Linked DNA regions of Pan troglodytes: region 2 is linked to region 1. Evidence: chromatin contacts called from public Hi-C data. All regions are on one chromosome and are shown on one strand. The core of a region is the stretch at or near the end of the contact, and the rest is flanking DNA. Distances in the headings are between cores, read along the strand shown.

What was found. A called contact is a pair of places that touch in the nucleus more often than the background predicts.
Region 2: a Hi-C map of stem cell-derived neural progenitor cells shows a contact between it and region 1, with 6 times the contacts expected there. The contact joins the promoter of TSC22D2 here to the enhancer-like site in region 1. A contact is called at or near these places in 1 of 7 Hi-C or Micro-C datasets (stem cell-derived neural progenitor cells) and 1 of 1 datasets of contacts at active chromatin or transcription factors (stem cell-derived excitatory neurons).

The regions. Positions count from the first base shown.
Region 1 is chr2:153,420,036-153,426,471 of NHGRI_mPanTro3-v2.0_pri, forward strand. All of the region lies in intron 2 of LOC107970806 (a long non-coding RNA gene), which reads left to right. Among named protein-coding and RNA genes, the nearest start is that of TSC22D2, 180 kb to the right of the region's middle. Within about 2 kb of position 3,861, at least 6 of the 24 cell types and tissues checked have an H3K27ac peak or open chromatin away from gene starts, as enhancers often do. A contact at or near this core is called in stem cell-derived neural progenitor cells, where this site is marked.
Region 2 is chr2:153,600,192-153,605,786 of NHGRI_mPanTro3-v2.0_pri, forward strand. TSC22D2 (TSC22 domain family member 2) reads left to right here and starts at 3,588. Exons shown (of 4, transcript XR_001713728.4): 1 at 3,588-5,595.

The DNA.
Region 1 (6,436 bases), core at 2,611-5,110:
AGTTAGCCCCTCTTAATTGCTAGAGGAGATGATTAGACAAAGACCTCCCCTGAGTCAGGTACCTTCCCAGACAATGTTTGCTGTCCTGAAGATCTGCTCCTGCCTCTCCCCTTTGCTGTAGATCAATTATGGTCAAGTCTCAGTAAGGTTCAGGCAGGGAAGCAGCATCCCTGCAAGGGAGGAAAGCCACAGGACCTGGGTAATAAATACTGGCAGGGACTGGGAGAACATGAATGGGAATGGATCTTGACAGTGTTGAGTCAGGGTTGGCAGGGACAGAAAATAAGGCTGGATAAGGAAGAGTTTAGTGACTGAGGATTAATATCCTGGTAAAAAGCAAAGAGAATTCTCCCTTTACTACAGTAATGAGGCGTCCACTAGTTAGGGAGGCATCAGTGTCCCTGAGAAGCTCTGCAGTGGTTCTTTTGCAGGAGATGCTGCCTTAGAATTGGGCTTCATAGTCAATGGGAATCATACCACGCTGGAATACCAAAGTCCAGGTGGAGGCACTGAACCATCAGAGGCAAGGTGGAAGTAATTGTCATAATGAGAAGCACAGCAGAAAGACAACCCTGAGCCTTGACCTGCGGGGACCCCTCGGGGTGGCTGATAGACCGTGGTGTGTCTGCAGGTGAGATCACGGGCAGCCAGTGAGGGCCTGGCTTGACTTATGTCACTGAAAAGATCAAGAGCAAGTGGGCAGAAGGCTGGTGTCAGCTGCTATAATAAAAATCACAATCCCTCACCCAGTTTCTGCATGTGAGTCAGCTCTAAGATCCAGGACTCATTGATTGAAGGGGAGGCCGGCTCCCTTTGAGGAAGGATGCTGCACAAACCACACCAAATATCTGTGGTAGCTCTTCCCCCAATCCTCCCCAGAGACTCCCTTAGCCATTTACCTGAGTAATTCTACACTGGAGAAAGGAGAACCCCTAGATCTTTCAAGGACTATTAGACATAGGATCTGAGTGGACACGAATGACAGTTGACCCAAGCACCACCATGGCCCCCTGTTAGAGTGGAACATACAGAACCTTGTGATAAACGGCCCACATCAGTCTCAAAATGGGCCTCATGGGTCCATGGACCACACAGTGGTCATTCTCCCACTCCAAAAGTATGCTGGTAAACCAGCTCTCCAAAAAGAAAGAGGAAAAAAAAAAAAAAGTAGGGGGAGAAAAAAGCCCTGATTTTCACATATAGCACTGGCCAATTTCAAGTCCCCAACATGAAGTCATTGCACCTGAAGTAGGAAAAAGCGGCTTTAGTCCCGAGTGTAGAAAGAGGATGGATCTATTAAACGACCAGCAGAACTCACTTGGGAGTTGGTCAGAAATGCAGAATCTCGGGCTCATCCCAGGGTATGAATCAGAACCTGCATTTTAACAAGATCCCAGGAAATTCATATGCACTTAAAAGATGAGAAGCCCCTGCTCCAGAACTATCCATAGATCCCCAAAGAGCCTCTATTTTTTTAGGTCTAAAGATTCTACAGCAGAGAGCATTTCTATTTTAAATGAATGAAGCTGTGACTGTCTCCAATTTAGTTATCACTATCCCCATCATTGTCGTCATCACTGACTGTCATCATTACCATCCCCGAGCAGGATCCATTAGATACCTACTTGTTTCATGGACCATTTTTTATATTAAAAAAAAAAAAAGCCCATAATAACCTGACAATGTCTTCCCCTAGCTGAGAGCATTTTGACAGATATTTTTTCGAAGTAATCAGAGTTCTTTTTTTTCTTTTTTTTTTTTCTTGGCTGGTTTCATCCTTTGGCAGGGTTCTACAACTTATTTGCTTTCACTTAGTTTATATCACTGTCCCTGGCAATCTCCACTTTCCCCGACTCCGCAGTTCACTCTTCATCTACCCCAACGCAGCCAGCTCTTCCCTCCCGGCCCCTCCACCTTACTCGAAGGTTTCTGCTATTGTCAGAACAGCCAAAGACAACAATGCTTCAACTGGCAGGAAACAGTCTTCACCCTCTCAGGATTTCCTATTATGTGATGTGCAGCCTTTTCCAGAAACACAATTGCATCTAAAAAAAGAAACTGCCTGGATTTACCTTCATCTCAACACAATGAGTCCATGGCCACCGTAGCCTTGAACGAGGGCCAAACACTCCGAAGCGCAGAGACTCAGAATCAATGGAGGTGAAGGAAGCTGCTTCCCAAGGCTTCCAAGCAAGGGTAGGCAGCTGTTTGCTTATTCCCCATTCTTTTGTTATGTTGTTTGATTTTGCCAGTGAAGCTTGGGTAAGAGGAAGGAAAGAGGAAGAGAGGGGCCACGGACCAAGAGGAAGGAATGGAGGGGAAGGGGCTCAGGATGATCAGGAGGTGGGAGCCATAACTGTGGGGTGGAGGGGATGACTCTAGAGAAAAGGAAAAGTAGCAGGTGAGTTGTTGAATGAGGAAGGATGAACTGGAGAAGAAAGAAAGGAGAGCGGAGGTTTCACCATGATTTTTAGCTGTCTCTACATAGCTGGAATGATAGGGACCTCATAGCTGGGTCATGGTTTTCTGAAGTGGAGAATGAAGAGAGTTTCAATGTCAGTGCCAGGTCTGGCAGTTGTTTATTTCCTTCTTTACACCCCATCCCCCACCCCCACCCCCACCCCCAGTAGCATACCTACCTCTGGGAAGAGAAGTTCTCACCTCTATTCTCATTCCCTTCTCTGTGTAGGGAGAGTGCAGGAGAGTGGATGATGGAGGAGGTAAAAACAGTATCTTCAGAACTAGAGAGGATTTACGTGTCTGTCCCAGTAATCTGAGACAAGAGAAAATAAAATGCAATTAAGTTGTGGGGAAGTAAATGCAGTTAAATAGTATTAGGCAACTGTTTCAGAAGAAATCCAGGCCTGAAAATAAAGACCTGGATTGGATACTGGAGGAAGTGATCCTGTAAGAGAGATGGGGAGTTTTCAATGGTGAAGCTAGCAGGAGACAATGTGAAGAACACTTCTAATGACCTGGAAATTCAGGAAAAAACAGAGAACTGGTGAGAATCCAGGAGGCATGTGAGTTTGATGTTACCTGAAGAGGAATCTGCGGAAGGCAGCATGTCCTTCTGGGCCTCCAACTCTCACAATTCAGAGGTGAGCAGCCTCAGGCTCTAACCCCAGCTCTTCATTCCTTGCTTCACCTCTCTAAGCCTTAGTTGGGTTCCCCATCTGTAAAACCCAGACAATAACACCCATCTCATAAGGTGTTTGCGAGGATTACAGGAGATGTAAATGAGAAGTTCCACTTCCCATACATTCTCTTCAGGGAATTTACGGGCAGAGTCAAGATTCAGGAGGTGGTAAGAAAATAGTTTCGACCTGAAGTTAGGCATTGGACCAGAGCGAAAAGGAGATGCCAAGAGGCCAGAAGTAGAGTTCAGATCAGACCTGGAATTAAAGATAAGGTGAATTTAAAAATTACTAAGACCCTAAGGATCTACACTAGGTAAGAAGAGGGAAAGTGGTGGCAGTGGGGTGGGAGCCAGGTTTTTGTGCACATTTTGCCTTGGGGCCTCACCAAAGAGGGGATGTGGGAAGTTTCTCCCACTAGAAGCCTTCCAACCTAATGTAGGAAGATGGATAGAATTAGATTATCACCATTTTGCAACCCCTAATGAATAATGAACCTAGCCACTGATCATTATGCCAGTTGTTAATTTATTGCCTCTCAGCCCCACATCCACCCTTCAGTAACTGCTCTGGGGTAATGGAATGGACTCTTCAAGCATTTCCCCTTTACAGTGAGATCGATGTGAAGCTTTGTCGGTAGAGGGCGCTGGAGGGACACTGTAGGAGAAGTGGGGCTTTTCTTCCTGGTTCCAGGGTACTGACCTTTGTTTTTTGTTGCTCCAGCTGCATGGTCTGTCAACAGTGCGTGTGTGAGTTACCCAGTGGTGCTCTGCCCCAGCCACATACCCAGAATGTACAGTCCCTCAGTGACCTCAGAGCCCCAGACTCGGCCCAGTGAACCTCACCTCAGTCCTTGGGATGTGGATTAACATCTGCAGTGGAGTCTCAACTCTTCCTGGGCACTGCTTTCCAGCATCAGCTGGCCTGCACCCCAGGATGTTGTTTCCCTGGGCCCACCCAACATGAGCATTGCACACCAGACCCTCCACCCATTGCACACATGAGGCCTCACCTCCCAGACTTAACGCACCTGCACTCATTGGTTTCTTTCCTGCTGGCCTGGAGGCTGTGGACCGGCTCTGGCTGGACAGCCCAGTGAACTTAACTGCTATCTAGTAGGCCACACGCTTGCCTGCTCCAATAATGTTGGAATCGCAGCCTTGGGGAAGAGCCCACCCCTTCCAGTTTTGCTTTTCCTTGAGTACTCTCCCCTAGACATAGGGTACTCTTCAGAAGTCTCTTTATGTCTTCATAGGTACTCTCTTATCTTATGGTATTAGTTCATTCTCACACTGCTAATAAAGACATACCTGAGACTGGGTAATTTATAAATGAAAGAGGTTTAATTGACTCACAGTTCCGCATTGCTGGGGAGGCCTCAGGATGCTTACAATCACAGTGGAAGGCAAAAGAGAAGCAGGCACCTTCTTCATGGGGTGACAGTACAGAGTGAGTGCAAGCAGGGGAGATGCCAGACGCTTATAAAACCATCAGATCTCAAGATAACCTACTTACTATCACAAGAACAGCATGGGGGAAACCACCCCTATGATCCAATTACCTCCACTTGGTCACTGCCTTGACACGTGGAGATTATGGGGATTACAATTCAAGACGAGATTTTGGGTGGGGACACAGCTAAATCGTATCACTTATCTTAATCGTTCTTTTTATGAAACTTCCAGTATTTGAATTAACGAATGGCTTCTGTTTCTTGAGTGGATCCACAACAACACAATCACGAATGGCTGCTAACTTCACAAAGAGACAGCCAGAACTATGTGGACTTGTTGGAAATGTACAACACAATCTTTCAAGTATTCTTGTCAAGACATCAGCCCTGAGTCTGATCAAGCCTTAGATCTAACTAAAAGTATGCAAGAAATACACAGGGCATGGAAACATGTTAAATGACACCATGAGTATAATCAGAAAGTCCAGCCTGTGGGAAACTCCATAGGGAAAATAACCAGAATTCTTCAACAAATGAGGGAAATAATCTATAAATTCAGAGACTTAAAAGGCACTAATTAAAATCTATGGACCTTGCTAAAGGCATCACACTACCTGAATTTAAAACATACTACAAAACCAAAACAGCATAGTACTGGCATGAAGACAGACACGCAGACCGCTGGAACAGAATAGAGAACCCAGGAATAAATTCACATATTTTCAGCTAACTGACTTTCAACAAGGCACCAAACATTTACTGGGGAAAGAACACCTGCTTCAATAAATGGTGCTGGGAAAACCGGAGATCCATATGCCAAAAAATGAAACTAGACCTCGATCTCTCAACAGACAAAATTCAAATCAAAATGGATTAAAGACTTAAATGTAAGACTTGAAACTATGAAACTGCTAGAAGAAAACACTGGGGAAACTCTACAGGACATTGTTCTGGCCAAAGATTTTCTTGGGTAAGATCTCAAAGCAGAAGCAACCAAAGCAAAAATAGACAAATGGGATTACATCAAGCTAAAAGCTTTTGCAGAGCAAGAAAACAACCAATGGAGTGAAGACACAACCTATAGAATGAGAGAAAATATTTGCAAACTATTCATTTGACAAGGGGTTAATAACCAGAATATATAAGGAGCTCAAACAACTTAATAGCAAAGATATATATATTATTTTAAAAATGAGTGAATCATCCGAATAGATACTTCTCAAAAAAAAAATACAAATGGCAAACAAGTATATGAAAAAAATGCTCAACATCACTAATCATCAGGAAAATGCAAATCAAAACCACAACGGGATATCGTTTCACTTCAGTTAAAATAGCTGTTATCAAAAAGATAACAGCTTTTTGATAACAGGAATACTGTTATGGAATACTATTCGGCCATAAAAAGAAAAAAATTCTGGCTGGGTGCAATGGCTCACACCTGTAATCCCAGCTACTCAGGAGGCCGAGGCAGGAGAATTGCTTGACCCTGGAGGCAAAGGTTGCAGTGAGCCAAGATTGTGCCACTGCACTCCAGTATGGGTGACAGAACAAGACTGTGTCTCAAAATAAATAAATAAATAAATAAAAGAATAAAATCCTGTCACTTGAAACAACATAGATGGAGCTGAAAGTCATTATGTTAAGTGAAATAAGCCAGTCAAGGAGCTAATCAGGTGGTTCTTATGGAGGTAGAGAGTAGAAAGATTATCAGAGGCTTGAAAGACTGGGGGAGCAGGGGATGAAGAGAGGTTGGTTAATGGGTGAAAAAAATACAGTTAGAAGGAATAAGTACTAGTTTTTGATATCACAGCAGGATGACTATAGTTAACAATCATTTATTGTA
Region 2 (5,595 bases), core at 2,338-4,837, 180 kb after region 1:
AAAACCACAGAGCTAATATCTTACATTCTAAGTTAAATTCCATAAAATATAATACAGGTCTTAATAGGACATTATGTGTATTTCAGTTCAAAATGCACCCTTTACTTTTACCAAATTGCTACATTTTGCTTGAACATCAAAGGTCTTTGGAAGTCAAGGAAATCTTCATTAAAAAAAAAAAAAGACAACATTGTTTCATAGTATATTAAACTCAAAAAGAGTATTTAATAGAAGTTTCCTTAAAAACACCTCATTATCAAGTAAGCATTTGTGCATCTCAGTCAAATTATATTTTTCTTTATAATAGTATTTATGGAATTTTATTAGCCTTAGTTCTTTCTCATTACATTTTTTTTTCCTTTTTGGGCAATACCACACAATGGTCTCACTGAAAGGGTTTATTAATATGATATTGTTCCAGAAATGGAACCCTACGAAAATCATAGTAATAAATCAAGTACTACTTATTGAGACAACTGATATTTATTTCTAGCAAATGCTTTGTGGAACCTGAAAACTATTCTCCATTTTGTATTTTTCTATTAGGTTGGTGCAAAAGTAATTGCAGTTTTTGCCATCATGTAAGTGACAAAAACCACAATTACTTTTGCACCAAACTAATAACAATTTGGTAATAAAAAACACAGAAAATAAGCATAAACTATTTCTAAACTCCAGAAAAAATTGTTGACTGGGATATAGGTAGTCCAATTCTTAATACACAACACAGGGAATGTTCAATAAATGTCACTGTCTAACTGATAGTATTAATGCTAAAGGGTTACTTCTCTTTGCCTAGGCCATTGCTTAATTTCTATGGAAAGTATTTTCTTTATCCCATAATGTTTAATGCATCATTATTATTTTAAATATAATATACCTTCATTGAAAAAAAAGAGGTTTTCTTGAGTATCTAGAGTTTACATTCCAGGATTTTCTATGAAATAATTCACCATCTGGTACTGATGAGGTTAGATAATAACCTAGGAAAATTTGGGGATATGATGTTTACAGATGATGAAAAGATCTTGCTGTAGCAGTTTTTTATTTTCATCAGTAGAAACTGTCCTTAGTTTTTAACTGCTTTTATTCCCCTGCATTATGTTTTCTAAATGTATCTCCCATGCATCACTGCAATTTGAAATATTTGAAAAAAGTACCAGGTACAGAAGAAACAGTCAAGTTGGGGGCTCTAAGAGCAGTAATCGAGGATTCCCACAGCCTCTAGTATGGTCTCTGGGTACAGGCATGCAGCCTGGTAACTGCATTAAGACTCCTAGTCTTGAGGTTTGGGACTCCAAGGATCTCTTTATTCCAGTGAGTTAGGCTACCATCTTACTTACTAACCACTCTCTATACAGGGAGCATATGTACTTGCATATACATACTGCTTTCTATCATTTAAATTAGTTATTGAAAGGCTTTCGATTCTTTGTGGACCAACTTTTGAATTACATACTTTTTTGTTTAGATATAGCTATGCCACTTTTTGTCCTCTACATTGATTTCCAACTTACTTGCAAAAATCAGAATTCTTATTTCTTTGCAGCAGTTTGATGTAATAAATTCTGTACATTTTTAAGGGCAAATGTATAAAAGTATCTAGGGCTTTTAAACTTTTGGAAAACAATATTTTCAAGAGAACTATTAAACACAAATCCTTAACCATCTAAATGACACTTTTAAAAGTTATAAATCATATGCTTTTCCTAAGATGTCTTTTAACATCTTTAGCCCCCTCCTCACCAGAAATTTAGTCCACTTCTGGATCTCTTCTAAATTATCTTTATCTTTCCTTTCATCTCATAATATATCATTTTAAGGAGAAATGGTCTTACAGATTACTTTAAGATTTTTCCTCTAAATGTACCATTTAAGAGTATCATAACGAGTAATCAAGAAGTTTATATGATAAGATAATGTAAAGGGATGAGCAGGCATATAATACTCATTTTTCCAAAAGCACCACCATCAACACTACCCATTATAACCACCTTAAACATCTGGTAAATCAATCCAAAATTAAATTAAGCTTTTATAAATTCATATTGGGTTTAACCATTTGATCTAACTTATTGATGGAAAACTGCCTCTAACAATTACTGAAATTACAGACTTAGAAATGAAACATTCCATTAGCTATCTCTGCCACAATAGCATAACGTTACATTTTGTTCCATTACTTTCGCCCACCCCCTTAAGAAATAGGGATTTTATGTCGTCTTATTTCACATTCTGACTCCAGTCACTTGGGTTTGGAGTGCATGGTTTCCACTAAAGTTAAAAGATCTAGCTCTATAAATTACAACTAAAGACCTAAAAAATTCTCTGCAAATTTAATTCTCAAAACATCTTTTGGGATAAAAAGTATTTCTATTCTTCAAAGATTAGAGAACCGAGTTCAACGATTTACTGATTTAAGTTATCATTATGTGATTGCTAACGCTGCAGTAGATATGAAATCACGATTTCCATTAAGACTTAGATTTTACCTAAACGACGACTGCTTTAGTATGTCAAAGTTTAGGAGCCCATCCCCATTTTTTTAAACTGCTTAAAAGAATGGCCTTAGTATGCCAAAGTTTAAGAGCCCATCCCCATTTTTTTTAACTGCTTAAAAGAATGGCCTTACCATTTTCTTTGGCCAGGAACTAACTACCAGATGATAAATTTGCCAGTACTTTCTTTTCATAGTTGTTCTTTGCATTGGAACAGGAAAGGGTGCTTTATCACTCGTTACGGTTGTTCATGGCCCAATCCAAATCATATAATACGCTGGCTGCTACTAACAGTTTTAGAATAAACAAAAAGAAGAACTATAATGCAGTAGGTTCTACATTTATAAAGCCCATGAGCTGATTTCGTGCCGAAAGTAAAACAGTCTCAAGAGTTTAAATGAATCCTGGAATCACAGCAAATTCAGGAAATTTAGGAATATGTTGGTAACCCTTAAGCTTTTTAAAAACCGACTACACCCTGGGCAAGTAACCACCCCCTGATGCCGTTGTTGGAGACAGAATTTCTGGCAGGAAGATAATTTTCTGACTCAATCTGGCTTGTCGTTCTTGTTTAATCATCCCCATTTCTCTGAACATTTTACTCCTCTGACTACAATGGTCAACATTTATTTTCAGAAGTTTTAAAGTGATTTAGTTCTTCCAGCCGCACCTCTTTTTATCCCATCTAAGTCTTCCCCAGCCCCCATTCCTATCGCCCTCGTTTCACTAAGATTTTGCTAAACATTAGACACAAGCACATGACCTCCAGTCTTCCACTGTCTCGGAACAAACCGACATAAAAACATCTGATTAGTTCCATTGTAAGCTTCCCTAGGCTTAGAATTTAAAATGGTCTTTAGCTCGTCAATGCTTAAAGAACCTACAACACAAAATTTAAATTTAAAAAATTTTAAATAAAGAAACCGCTCCCTTTTTTAACCTTTAGCCCCGCCCATTGCCCCCCACCCCAGGTTCCACGCGAAACTGCAGGAAACCGGAGGGGGCGGAGCGGTGACGTCACGACGCCGGTGCGTCACGGAACGGCGGCGGCTGCGGCGCTGGCGGTGGTTGCGGCAGCGGCGGCATTTTAGTCGGCAGCGGCGGCGGCAGCGGGGCTGCTGCTCCTCCCAGCATCCCTGGCGCGGCCATTTCAGCCCCATCTTGGCCCAGCGGAGGGAGCTGCAGCCGCCTCTTCAGCAGTTTGAATTTCAGTTTCTTCGGGGTTTAGGAATTGGGCGCACCGAGGAGGAGCTGAAGAAGCCACCACCGCTACCTCACACAGCCGGGGCGCCTCCGGTCCCGTGCCAGCGGTCTGCCGCCGCCGCCCCTCTCTGAGAGAAGCCGCGAGGGGAGGCCGAGACCGCCGTCGCCGCCCGCCCGCAGGGGTGGTTCCCCCTGTAAGGGGAGGACCGAGCCGGCTTTCCCCTCCCCCAGAGCGGGTTTCCGCCTGAGGCAGTCGACATGTCCCTGGGGCTGAGCTCCGGCTAGAGCCGGGGAGGGAGGGCCGCCTGCCCGCGCCACAGCCCCACCGCCCGCCCGCGGCCCTTCAGCCAGCTCCGGCCCGCGGCTCCCGGCTGAATTAGGCATCTCCGACTCCGGACTCGCCGCTCCTTCCCTCAGTCAGAGAGCCCAGCGCTGACGCCGGCACCGGCCTGAGGAGCCCGAGCGGGGCAGCACCGCCCCTCACGCCGCCGCCGCCGCCGCCACCGCCACCGCCTCCTCCTCCTCCTCCTCCTCCTCCTCCTCCTCCTCCTCCTCCTCCTCCTCCTCCTCCTCCTCTTCGCCCTCCCACTCCCACCCCCAGCCAAGGCCTGCTGACCGCGCCGAGCGCCGAGCTGGACTGACCACGGCTGCCCGGAGACGAGAGAGGAAGCAGCCGACCCGCCCCTGGGTTCGCGCTCTCGCCGCCTCTGAGGGAATTGAATTGAGGCGCCGCGGCTGCGAGAGCTAAAAAGGAAGGAGGAGCCGCCGCGGGACTGAGACGGGGGCAGAGCCGAAGAGACCGACACGGAGAAGGAAACGAGGAGGAGGATGTCTCACCGGGCGGCCAGCGCCTGGATCAGCCCGTGACTCTTAACAGCGACGGGCCTCAGACCCCAGCGCAGACTCGGACTTTGTCTTTGGGGGCCCGTGCACTGCCCTCCCCGGTTTCCGACAGGACCCAGAGGAGCCGGCGTGCCTCTCTGCCCTCCAGCCTTCTTCACCATGTCCAAGATGCCGGCCAAGAAGAAGAGCTGCTTCCAGATCACCAGTGTCACCACGGCCCAGGTGGCCACTAGCATCACCGAGGACACCGAGAGCTTGGACGACCCGGACGAGTCACGCACAGAGGACGTCTCCTCCGAGATTTTCGACGTCTCTCGGGCCACGGATTATGGCCCTGAGGAGGTCTGCGAGCGCAGCTCTTCGGAAGAGACGCTTAACAATGTTGGGGATGCGGAGACTCCCGGGACCGTCTCCCCAAACCTCCTCCTAGATGGGCAGCTGGCAGCGGCGGCTGCTGCTCCCGCCAACGGAGGAGGAGTCGTTTCGGCCCGGAGCGTGTCTGGGGCGCTCGCCAGTACCCTGGCGGCGGCCGCCACTTCGGCCCCCGCCACCGGAGCACCCGGCGGCCCCCAGCTGGCGGGCTCATCCGCCGGGCCAGTGACTGCAGCCCCATCTCAGCCTCCCACCACATGTAGTTCCCGTTTTCGCGTGATCAAGCTGGACCACGGGAGCGGAGAGCCCTATAGACGCGGCCGATGGACGTGTATGGAATACTATGAGAGGGATTCAGACAGCAGCGTCCTGACTAGATCCGGGGATTGCATTAGACACAGCAGTACTTTTGACCAGACTGCGGAGCGGGACAGCGGCCTGGGCGCCACCGGAGGGTCGGTGGTGGTAGTAGTGGCCTCCATGCAGGGGGCGCACGGGCCCGAGTCGGGAACTGACAGCTCCTTGACTGCTGTGTCACAGCTACCCCCGTCGGAGAAAATGAGCCAGCCCACTCCGGCCCAGCCGCAGAGTTTTAGCGTTGGGCAGCCACAGCCGCCGCCGCCACCCGTAGGTGGGGCTGTGGCTCAAAGCTCGGCTCCGCTGCCGCCGTTCCCGGGAG